2 separate regions of the Zea mays genome follow, and region 1 is linked to region 2. The links are chromatin contacts, called in public Hi-C maps. All regions are on one chromosome and are shown on one strand. Each heading gives the region's core, a stretch centred on a gene start, on an enhancer-like site or on the middle of the called end of the contact. The rest is flanking DNA. Distances are from core to core; before and after follow the strand shown. Region 1 has its middle 70 kb from the start of LOC103632982. Region 2 holds the start of LOC100280936 (protein capI).

Evidence for each region. Hi-C and Micro-C count contacts between places; a contact is called where the count stands out from the background.
Region 1: a contact with region 2 is called in a Hi-C map of leaf, with 2.3 times the contacts expected there. The contact joins the enhancer-like site here to the promoter of LOC100280936 in region 2. A contact is called at or near these places in 2 of 25 Hi-C or Micro-C datasets (bundle sheath and leaf).

The regions. Positions count from the first base shown.
Region 1 is chr7:142,138,828-142,144,778 of Zm-B73-REFERENCE-NAM-5.0, forward strand. No RefSeq gene overlaps it. Among protein-coding and RNA genes, the nearest start is that of LOC103632982, 70 kb to the right of the region's middle. Within about 2 kb of position 3,629, at least 16 of the 20 cell types and tissues checked have an H3K27ac peak or open chromatin away from gene starts, as enhancers often do. A contact at or near this core is called in bundle sheath and leaf, where this site is marked.
Region 2 is chr7:142,056,066-142,061,455 of Zm-B73-REFERENCE-NAM-5.0, forward strand. LOC100280936 (protein capI) reads right to left here and starts at 3,495. Exons shown (of 1, transcript NM_001153856.2): 1 at 1,636-3,495. The coding sequence starts at 3,387. The coding sequence ends at 1,924.

The DNA of each region.
Region 1 (5,951 bases), core at 2,379-4,878, 83 kb after region 2:
TTTTGTTCCCGGCTTTGATTAGAGAAGAGAAGCTCACTCGGTCCGAGGGACCGTTTGAGAGAGGGAAGGGTTGAAAGAGACCCGGCCTTTGTGGCCTCCTCAACGGGGAGTAGGTTTGCAAGAATCGAACCTCGGTAAAACAAATCTCCGTGTCTCATTTGCTTATTCGCTTGGGATTTGTTTTGCGCCCTCTCTTGCGGACTCATTTATTATTACTAACGCTAACCCCGGCTTGTAGTTGTGTTTATATTTGTAAATTTCAGTTTCGCCCTATTCACCCCCCCTCTAGGCGACTATCAATGCCAAAGGGGGAGAAAATAAAGGCCAAAGCAATAAATGGATCAGCTACCACTTGAGAAATTTTGAAAAGAGTAGAATAGAGTTTTTGGTTTGTCAAAACTCTTTTATTGTCTCTCTTGTCAAAAGTTGGCTTCTTGTGGGGAGAAGTGTTGATTATGGGAAAAGGGGGAGTTTTTGAAATCTTGAATCAATTTCTCTTGGAATGACTCTCTTTATGTCTTAACAAGTGTGTTTGACTTAGAGAAAGAAATTTAAGTTTGATTTGCAAAAACAAACCAAGTGGTGGCAAAAAGTGATCCATATATGCCAAATATGAATCAAAACAATATTGAGTTCTCATTTGCATTGATATTGCACTTGTTCTAGTTGTTTTATGTTGTGTTGGCATAAATCACCAAAAAGGGGGAGATTGAAAGGGAAATGTGCCCTTGGGCCATTTCTAAGTATTTTGGTGATTGAGTGCCAACACAAGTGTTTTTGTGTTAATCTATGCAAAGTGGTGGACAAATTGCAAATCAAGTCAAAAGGTATGTTTCTAGACTTAGTACATTGTTTTATGGACTAATGTATTGTGTCTAAGTGCTGGAAACAGGAAAGATTGAATTGAAGAAGAGATGGCTAAGTTCTGCCAAGGTCAGCGCAGTCTGGGTGCACCGGACTGTCCGGTGCGCCAGGCTGGCTCAGGCAAACTAGCTGCTCTCAGGAAGGAATTAACGGCGTACGACTATAATTCACCGGACTGTCCGGTGTGCACCGGACAGTGTCCGGTGAGCCAACGGTCTGCCGGGGCAATGGTCGGCCGAGGATTCCGCGCGTGACGCGTGGCCGAGCCAACGATCACTTTGGGGCACCGGATTGTCCGGTGTGCACCGGACAGTGTCCGGTGCGCCAACGGCTCCCAGGCGCCAACGGTCGGCTTCGCCAAATAAGGAAAGAAATCCGCACCGGACAGTGTCCGGTGGTGCACCGGACTGTCCGGTGTGCCAGGCGACAGAAGGCAAGATCAACCTTCCTGGAATGCTCTCAACGGCTCCTAGCTGCCTTGGGGCTATAAAAGGGACCCCTAGGCGCATGGAGGAACACACCAAGCATTCTCTAAGCATTCCTAAGCACTAAGACATCGATTCCGCGCTTTCGATTCCTTGCGATAGCAATTAGAGCTCTAGTTGAGTTGTGAACTCATTGAGTTGTGTTGCGAGCTCTTGTTGCGACTTGTGTGCGTGGTGTTGCTGTGATTTCTTGTCTTGAGTGTGTTGCTCATCCCTCCCTTACTCCGTGCTTCTTTGTGATCATCTAAGTGTAAGGACGAGAGGCTCCAAAGTATGGAGATTCCTCGCAAACGGGATATAGTAAAGCAAGCAAAACACCGTGGTATTCAAGTGGGTCTTTGGACCGCTTGAGAGGAGTTGATTGCAATCCTCGTCCGTTGGGACGCCACAACGTGGAGTAGGCAAGCGTTGGTCTTGGCCGAACCACGGGATAAACCACTGTGCCATCTCTGTGATTGATCTCTTGTGGTTATTGTGTTTTGTTGAGACTCCTCTCTAGCCACTCGGCATTATTTGTGCTAACACTTAACCAAGTTTTTGTGAGTTAAGTTTCGAGTTTTACAGGATCACCTATTCACCCCCTCTAGGTGCTCTCAATTTATACCAATTAATTTTTATTAGATTTATAAAAAAAATTAACAACGCTTATATCTCTAGAATAAACTTATTATAAAAACAAATTTAACAATATATCTAATAATACTAATTTTATACTATAAATATTTACATAATTATGTATATGTGATTAAAGCTACACTATTAAACTCCTAAAAAGTATTTATTTTAGGATAGAGTAAATACGTCTAACCTCTCCTTTTTTTGAGATTTTCCCACCTCATTTTAGGTCTTGTTCGGTTACGCAGATATCGAAGAGGATTAAAGTTTCTTTCTATTCAATTTTGATTAAAAAGATATTTAATCCTCTTCAATCCATTACTAACTGGATAAGCCTTTAGCGGGTACTAGGTAGGTTTGGTTTGAAAACCAACGCTCAATACCTGTGGGCACTCACAATGTAGTATCTCGGTAGTTTCTGTAGAAAGTAAATCAACTTGTCATATAAGTAAAAATTTGACGTGGCAGCTTATTTGACTAGAGGGGAAAAAAGAAAATAGAAAGAAACGGTTTAAGCAAGGGCGTCGACTCCAAAGCACGAACAAACTACGACCTGCCCGTTCCGAGGAACGGATGGTTTCTTGATTCGTCCTCGCTGTCGCGCTCCGTGCCAGCCACTCTGTGTCGGCCGGCTCTGCGCAGAGCCGCAGAGACCCTTCGCCTGTCCTCGCGCAGGTCGGCGATCGGCGTGGCCCCTGCGGCTGTCGTTGCTGTCCCGCGCCACCGGCGCACTTGCCACGTCGTGCGTGACATGGCCTCCGCGCCCATCGCCGTCGCTGCGCGCGCGTTTGTGCAACAGATTCACTGAGGAGAAAGGGAGAGGGGAGGACTGGTTGTCCGCCGATCGGGATGCCCTGCTAGATTTTCTTAAAATAAAATACAACAAACTGCAGAGTCGCCACACCCAAGACAGAGCGCCGACACCGAGCATTGCAGCCGCTGAGGAAGTGTTTGAAAGCCAAATTTTTTTTTTTACAGTTTTAGAAGAATACTGAAGTATTCTCAAATACTAAAATATTATATATACAGAGATGTTTGACAAGTTATCTAAAATCTCTATTTTTAAAACTGAATTATTGTAAATATTGTAGCTGTTTTAGAGTATTCTAAATTTAAGTTTGGACTTCAGTTTTTAAAACTGTATTATTGTAAACTATGATTTTGTCATGACTAAAGTATACTATATTATTTTTAAAAACTGCGGTTCTAAAAAAACTTTGTTCCTGACCTAAACAGAGACTAACTTGGCACCAACCAGTGAATGGAGCCAAAGCGAGACGTTGAAATGCAAACATTATCTTGGATCTAGTAGCGCTCGCTGCAGGGACGTAGGCATGCAGCAGCACACCGTACATGCATATCGATCTGACGATTATTGACGAATGAGACGGACGCACAATGATCACGCAGGCAAGTGGCGCCCTCGTCCCCCTCCCCTCCCCGGGATATTATTGTTATTTTCTCTTGGACGTACCGCCGCCTTTCGTTGCCGCCGATCTACGGCAGCTTCGCGCCCGTCGGTGGGTACAGATCGCCGATTGGACCGTGCTGGATAATGAGAGCTAGCTGCGCTTCACTTTCATCAGTCCAGTCAGCAGTCAGGTAACATTACTACATTGCCGTGCCGCGTGGGGGTGGAGCCATGCATGCAGGTGCAGCAGCTCGGTGGTTGAGACGTCAAGCTGCAGTCTCCAGAGCTGTGAGTGTGATCCTGTTCCTGTGCGTGAATGCATATGCGATCGTTCCGTTCCATCCCAAACAAACCCATCACCGTCTCTTAATTCTGGTCGCGTTCTTGCGCCATAAGTACGTGCCAGGTCGTCGCTGTTAGGATTTATGGGCTTGGCCCAATTAAGAAATTTAAATAAATCCCAGAAAATCTCAAAAGCCCATACAAGAGAATGACTAGAGGATAGGTGGAACCATTAGCACCATATTGCTAGCTCTAGTGGAGTAGAGCTAGCTTAAATATGGAAGCCACACTCACTCACCAAGTCATGGATGAGAGGAGAGAGTGTGGAGAGCCACACGTGCGCTCGCTCGCTCGCTCGCCTCGCCGGGCCGGGGCGGGGCGGGGCGGGGCGCGGGCGCACGACATGCGCGTGAATGGTCCACCGAAATCCGGCCCCTCGCCTTGCGGACTCGGCCCTATAAAAGGAGCCCGGCAGCCTGTCTACATATCATCCCAGATCCCAGTTCGCTTTCGCCTCTCTTCATAGCTGAGCCGCCTTTTAGTTCCCTCCCGACCGCAGAGGTGCATCTGCGATCAGGAGAGCAGGTCTCCGGAACCGACTGCTGTACGCATCATCTGATTTGGCTTGTTATTTCAGTTCTTCTGATTTGGTCATGATTTATATTCGGAATTTAAACTGGAATCTGTCTAATTATTCAACAATCCAAAAACCTTATTGTAGACAATTTCCTAGTTTTTCTATGGCTACTTTTGCCGACGCGCTAAAGCCAGAAAAGTTTAATGGTATGCACTTTAAGAGATGGCAAGTCAAGGCCACGCTCTGGCTTACTGCTATGAATGTCTTCCATGTTAGTAAAGGCAGACCTGAGGGTCCACTGACTCCTGAACAGGAGAAAGAGTACGACCATGCCAATACTATGTTCACGGGAGCCGTTCTTAGCGCCCTTGTTGACCGTCTGGTTGATGCGAATATGCAATACACGGACGAGAAAGAGTTGTGGGATGCACTTACTACTAAGTATGGTGCATCAGATGCTGGCAGTGACCTGTATATCATGGAGAGCTTTCATGATTATAAGATGGTTGATAATCGCTCTATTGTAGAGCAAGCTCATGAAATACAGTGTATAGCCAAGGAACTCGACCACCTTAAGATAGTCCTTCCTGACCGATTTGTGGCTGGGTGCATTATTGCAAAGTTGCCTTCTACATGGAGGAACTTCGCCACAGCTCTGAAACATAAGAGACAGGAGATATCAGTTGAAAATCTGATAGCGTCTCTGGATGTTGAGGAGAAAGCTCGGGCTAAGGACACAGGATCTAAAGGAGGCGAGGGCAACTCCAGCGCCAACATGGTTCAAAGGAACCACAACAAGGGGAAAGGAAAGCCAAAATCTAACAAGCCCAACAAAACTACCAACTTCAAGAAGAAGAAGAACAAGGCTGAATTGACATGTTTCGTATGTGGCGAGGCGGGTCATTTTGCCAAGGATTGTCCCGATCGAGTGGATCGCCGTGGCAAAAAGGGCAATGTCAACACAGTGGTCGCTAGCAATGAGGAAGACAAAGGGTATGATAATTTACCTTTCATCTTCTCAGTATTTCAATCACCTAGCTGGTGGCTTGATACTGGTGCTAATGTTCATGTGTGTTCTGGCATTAACTTGTTCTCTTCTTATCAGGGCGCCCAAGATTCTTCCGTGCTAATGGGGAATGGGTCACATGCTTCTGTTCATGGCACTGGCACGGTGGATCTGAAGTTTACTTCGGGAAAGATCGTGCAGCTGAAGAACGTGCATCATGTCCCTTCTATACACAAGAATCTCGTTAGCGGAACCCTTCTATGTAGAGATGGGTTCAAGGTAGTTTTGGAGTCCAATAAATTAGTTGTGTCCAAGTCTGGACAATTTATTGGTAAAGGCTATGATTGCGGAGGCTTGTTCCGCTTTTCTTTGTTAGATTTCAATAATAAGTCTGTGAACCATATTTGTGCTAATGTTGGTGATCTTGCGAGTATTTGGCATTCTCGTTTGTGTCATATTAATTTTGGCTCTATGTCTCGGCTTGCAACCATGAGTTTAATTCCGAATATCACCATAGTCAAAGGTTCTAAGTGCCATAGTTGTGTGTAGTCGAAGCAACCTCGAAAGCCTCATAAGGCTGTTGAGGAGAGACACCTGGCACCACTAGAACTCATACATTCTGATCTTTGTGAGATGAATGGTGTGTTGACAAAAGGTGGTAAGAGATACTTCATGACATTGATTGATGATGCGTCTAGATTTTGCTATGTA
Region 2 (5,390 bases), core at 2,245-4,744:
TCTGGTCCTACGAGCCCTGATCGATTCAATGCGTTGTTTTGGGGGGGGGGGGCTGCAGCGTTGCACCAGATTGCAAGAACCGTCTAGACACCGACAGCGAATTTATTTCTCCTGATGTATATAATTGGCCCCTGGCTTTGGTTCCATGATGTGCACTGAAAATGCCGCACTTTTTTTTCCTTCAAAAAGAGATACTTGGTCTGTAGTAAATGCCAATCAGAGTTTACTGTCCAATTATACAACCCTATTTTATATAAAGTCTCTTAAGAAGTCTCTAGAGGATTAATTGAAGAAAAAAGTACAAGAGACATGTTCCTCGCGAACAGCTCGTCTCTACACGATTCTCTATATACATTGTCTTTTAGCTGTATTTATGGTCTAGAGTCTCTGAGTTAAATCATATATTTTCTTAATTGTTTCTTATACTTAGCTAAGAACTAAATCCCAGACCACCGACCCACCATGGATCACTATAGCTGAGCTACAAGCCTACAACGCAATCAGGATTGATGGAGAAAAATATTGACAGGGCCAGATTTGTGTCTGCAAGCAGAAGCATTTTTGACAGGGTACATACGTACAGTACGAAGTCATATATTTCTTTCTCCTTTTGGTCCTGTAAGGTACATACTCTACGTAGACAACACTGTTTCACCGGAATCTGACGAATGTGCCAAGGCAGGAGTGGACAAGACAAACCGGCCTGGATGCATCATGGTTGGATGAATCAGAACGGGTGCCAGCATGGACAGACAGATATGCTGGCAGCGGGGAATTAATTGGCTTTAGAAGGGATCCAAAAGAATCCAATGTTTTTAGATCACTACTGCTGCAGAAACGCACAACTCCATGTTTCTTTTTTTTATCCTGTGTCACAATCAACTCTCCGCTATCATGTATATGATGATTTCCGCTCACCATCAGAGGGAAAAAAGGAGAAGGAAAACGATTGCCGTTTCAGAAACTTTGATGCAAGAAGAAGCAGAAGAGAAGGCATGTGGACTGTTGCTGAAGCTTTGCGCTGCAAATGTAAAAAGTAGTCTCATGACACGGTGCCGACATTCCATTTGGCGCCTAAAATACTAGCATCCCAGCTGGCAGACACAGACACGCTTCTACTGCTACTTACCTCGCCACTCAAGTCTGGAAGCAGCGGACTGGAGTGGACTGGACTGGCTCTGCGTCTGCGGCCAGCAAACGACAGGCTTGTACCGATGCGCCCATTAAAGATGCTAAAAGGAGTAGAGCTGAAAGTATCGTAGCCAACAGGCTTCATTACTCGACGACACACTGACACGCAAATAAAACATTTCATTGCTAGCCACACACGAACACGCGCTGTCGAAGAACCAGACCGAAATGTGGCAGCAGGGCCCCCCAATACGTGCGAGTCTGTTCGGATACTGGCTCTGGATGGGGGAAGGGTTCCGGATCCAGAAACGCAGCGTACGAGTAGAGCTGAAAGTATCGTAGCCGCGGTGCACGGTTTTGCTTTTGGCGTCCACCCGTTCCGGCATAGAATCTTGACGTACATGGTTTTTCAGATCACGAGATGGTGAAACAAGAACAGAACAAGAGAACAATTTGACTGGTAGGGTAGGGAGCTAGAGGGGGGGAGCCAGTGACTTGATCTTTCTTCAATCTGTCCTCACTCCTCCTCTGTTTGATCTTTTTTTTATATATCTACGTACCAATATGAATGCAACAGTTATTTGCATCATTATTCCTTCCTACTAAGCACTATCAGCATAAGGAGGAGGAGCAAGTATGTAGCGAGGGCTTGAACAATACATGGTTACAGACAAAAAGAAAAGAAAAAGGCCTCCGAGAACTAGCTAGAGAATACACACTTGGTGACTGTGCTTGGCGGTGGCGGTGCTCTGTTTCTGTGTGCCCGTGTGTGCTTGATCGATGAACGTACGATCACGACGACGCCGACATGGCTTTGTTCTTCTTCTTCTTCTTCGCGGGCTTGTCGTCGTCGGCGGCGGCGGGCTTGGCGATCTTGGCGTCGAGCTTATAGTAGCTGACGAACCAGTCGACGAAGTGGCGGAGGCCGGCCTCGAGGGAGGTGGTAGGGCGGTAGCCGAAGTCGTGCGCGGCGTGGCTGACGTTGGCGTGGGTGAAAGGCACGTCGCCGTTGCTGGGCATGGTGACGACGCGCTTGTTGGCCTTCCTGCCCAGCAGCTTCTCGAGGATGGCCACCATCCGGGTGACGGGCACGGGGGAGGTGTTGCCGAGGTTGTAGACGCGGAGCGGCGCTGGCCCGCTTTTTCTGCCGGACCTGGAGCCGGTGCTCTTGCCGGCGGTGTCGAGCGCGCCGAGGCAGCCCTTGACGACGTCGTCGATGTAGGTGAAGTCGCGGCGCGCGTCGGAGCCGTCGGCGGCGCGGAACAGCGTGACGGGCTCGCCGGCCACGATGCTGCGGGCGAAGAAGAAGTAGGCCATGTCGGGGCGGCCCCACGGCCCGTACACGGTGAAGAAGCGGAGGCCGGTGATGGAGAGCCCGTAGATGTGGTTGTAGGCGTGCGCGATGGCCTCGCCGGCCTTCTTGGTGGCCGCGTACAGCGACGCCGGGCGGTCGGTGCGGTGGTCCTCGGAGAAGGGCGCGTCGGTGTTGAGCCCGTACACGGACGAGGACGAGGCCCAGACGACCGCCGGCTGCGGGTCGGCGTGCTTGGCCGCCACCTCCAAGACGCTGACGAGCCCGGCCACGTTGGACGCCACGTACGTCTGCGGCGCCTCCATGGCGTACCGCACCCCGGCCTGCGCGGCCAGGTGCAGCACGTGCGTGAACGCCGCCACGTCGAAGAGCCTCTCCAGCAGCGGGGCGTCGTTGATGTCGGCGTCGAGCACCAGGACGCCGCGGCTGGCCAGCAGCGCCTGGCGCGCGCGCTTCAGCGACGGGTCGTAGTAGGAGTTGAAGTTGTCGAGGCCCAGGACGCCGTCGCCGCGGGCCCTCAGCGCGAGCGAGCAGTGCGTGCCCACGAAGCCCGCGGCGCCGGTGACCAGCACGGAGATGCCCCCGTCCCGGCTCGGCCTGGCGCTCCGCCGCACCTCCTTCTCCCACGCGGCGCCCCCGTACGACGCCGAGGACATGAGCAGGCTGCGGTGCGAGGCGGAGGAGCGCGCGCCGTCGTCGGCGCCGCCGCCGCCGCCGGCGGAGAGGTGGAAGGAGCGCGAGAGGAGGGACGGGTAGTGCAGCGTGAAGAGGAAGACGAGCGCGAGCGTGGCCAGCACGGTGGCGCGGAAGAGCAGGTGCGACGACGCGGACACGAGCTTGGCGCTGGTCGCCCGGCGCAGCAGCAGCGCGCCCCCGCTGGCGTACCGCTCCAGCTTCATCCCCTTGGCGGCCGCGTCCACCGCGGTGATCCCCGACGACGGCATTGTGGCTGCCTGGGGCTCTGCTCTTCGTCGTCCTCGCGTTCCGGGCCTCGAGGGAGAGCTGGAGCTAGACGGACGGAGACAGCTAGGCTCGAAGCAAGCAGGCTAGCTGAGGAGGGAGTGAGAAGAGCAAGCGTGTGGATATAAAGGGCCACGGGGGAAGAGAGGGAGTGAAACGCAGCAGGGGAGCAAGCAAAAGGAGAAGGGCCCACGCGGGGCGAGTGGTTTTTGGTTTCGGTTGGAGGCCACTCGTCGTCCGGTGCGTGCGTGCTTGTGATTTTGGGATCCTCACCTCCCTGCCTAATTTGGTGCGTGCTGTCATTTGGTAAACGAAGAGGTACGTAGTGTTTTCGGTAGGATCGCATCGGATCGGAGTTCATTCGCCCATGGCAGGCCACACTGTGGCAGTGTGAAACGTGTGCGCGGACCTTTGTGCTGTGGGCGAGTCAATGGCTGGCCGATGGATGGATTGGCCAGACTTCACTACTACTACTATTTTAGCATTGAGCGCCGCACTGTGCAAATGTGTGTGATGGACTGGATAGATACTCCCTCTGTCTCGTTTTAGTTGTCGCTGAATAGTGCAAAATTGAACTATCCAGCGACAACTAAAAAGAAACGGAGAGAGTAAATATATAGACCTCTCATCGTAAGAATACTGTCTCATTTAGTTCACAATTAAGTGCATGTGTTTTTGCTAAAAACAGGTGGCAGATATATGCCCGATCGAATTGAAGAATCTTATAGAGTTAACTATGAAACAAGCTAAAAGATATTCCCTCCGATTTCCTATTAGTTTTCGTTTTGGATAAGGTTCGAGTCAAACTTATAAAATTTTGACTACAAATAATTATTTTGTTATTTAGTTTTGGAACCTAATATTTATATGCGCCAATTTGTTATAAAAAGTACTTTTATAAAAGTATAAATGTATTAAGAGTTCATTTGTATTTTAACAAAAAACATTGGTCAAATTTATATTTTGGAGACCGTGTCGTTGTCCTAAACGACAACTAATAGGAAACCGGAGGAAGTACATTACAACGACTCTGTTGTTGATCTGTATTGAGATCACGTGGCACTGAATGAAAACCACATAGACTTATGGTTGGGGCTTGGAAGATCGATCGTTGTCATAAAGCATGTGACGTGCTCTCGGTCCATCGCCGGCACATTACATGGGCCCAGCCCGCCAGGGGCGCATTGATGCCTCTTTTTGTGTACGGGTAAAGCGTCGGTCCGACGGTCCGTTTGGAAATGGAGGGATGGAGCGTAGACGAAAAGGCCATATATAGGACGGTGACGATCTTGCTTGGCTTTGGCAAGGCTAGCTGGAAGAACGCTGCCTGCCTGCCTGCCTTGGTAAGGTTTCATGTATAATCGTTGTGTCCGCAGAGAGACCGGAGAGGACAACGAAAGCAGACGCGCGCGGAGCCGGAGACGGAGAGGCAAGGACGATGTGTGAGATCCGCCCAGCACGGCGGCGGTGCCTGTGTGCGGCGACCAAACAGCCACGGCCGGTAGTCAGCCGCCGCGCGCTGTGATTCGTCGGCACTTGCGCGCAGCAAACGGTCCCGCGGCTCTTGGTCCTGCTCCTGCGTGCCGTATGGTCTGACGCGCGGTTCCGTTCGCTGTGCGGACGGGCCGGGTCGGAGCCAGTGTAGTGCCTGCTTCGCCCGGCCGGCTCTCTCTCCCGTTTGACTGAAGACCACACCGCGTACGTAACGTACCGGTATGGTACGGATCGGAACAGGGGAAGTAGCACGGCAGCGTGTGTACGTACACGGGTTGGAAGGAATGCTAAACGCAAAAATGTACACGTCCACGTCCACGCGAACAAGGGAACCGCTGCTCGCAGCCCGGCACGATCCGATCCGATCCGATCCCTGGACCACCCCCGTGGCCATCAGCCCAGCAGCAGGAAGTCAACCAATCCCGGATCACCGATCATATATATATGTGTGTGCCTGACGTACAGCGAGAAGCGGGTCGTGTCGGCGCCGCTC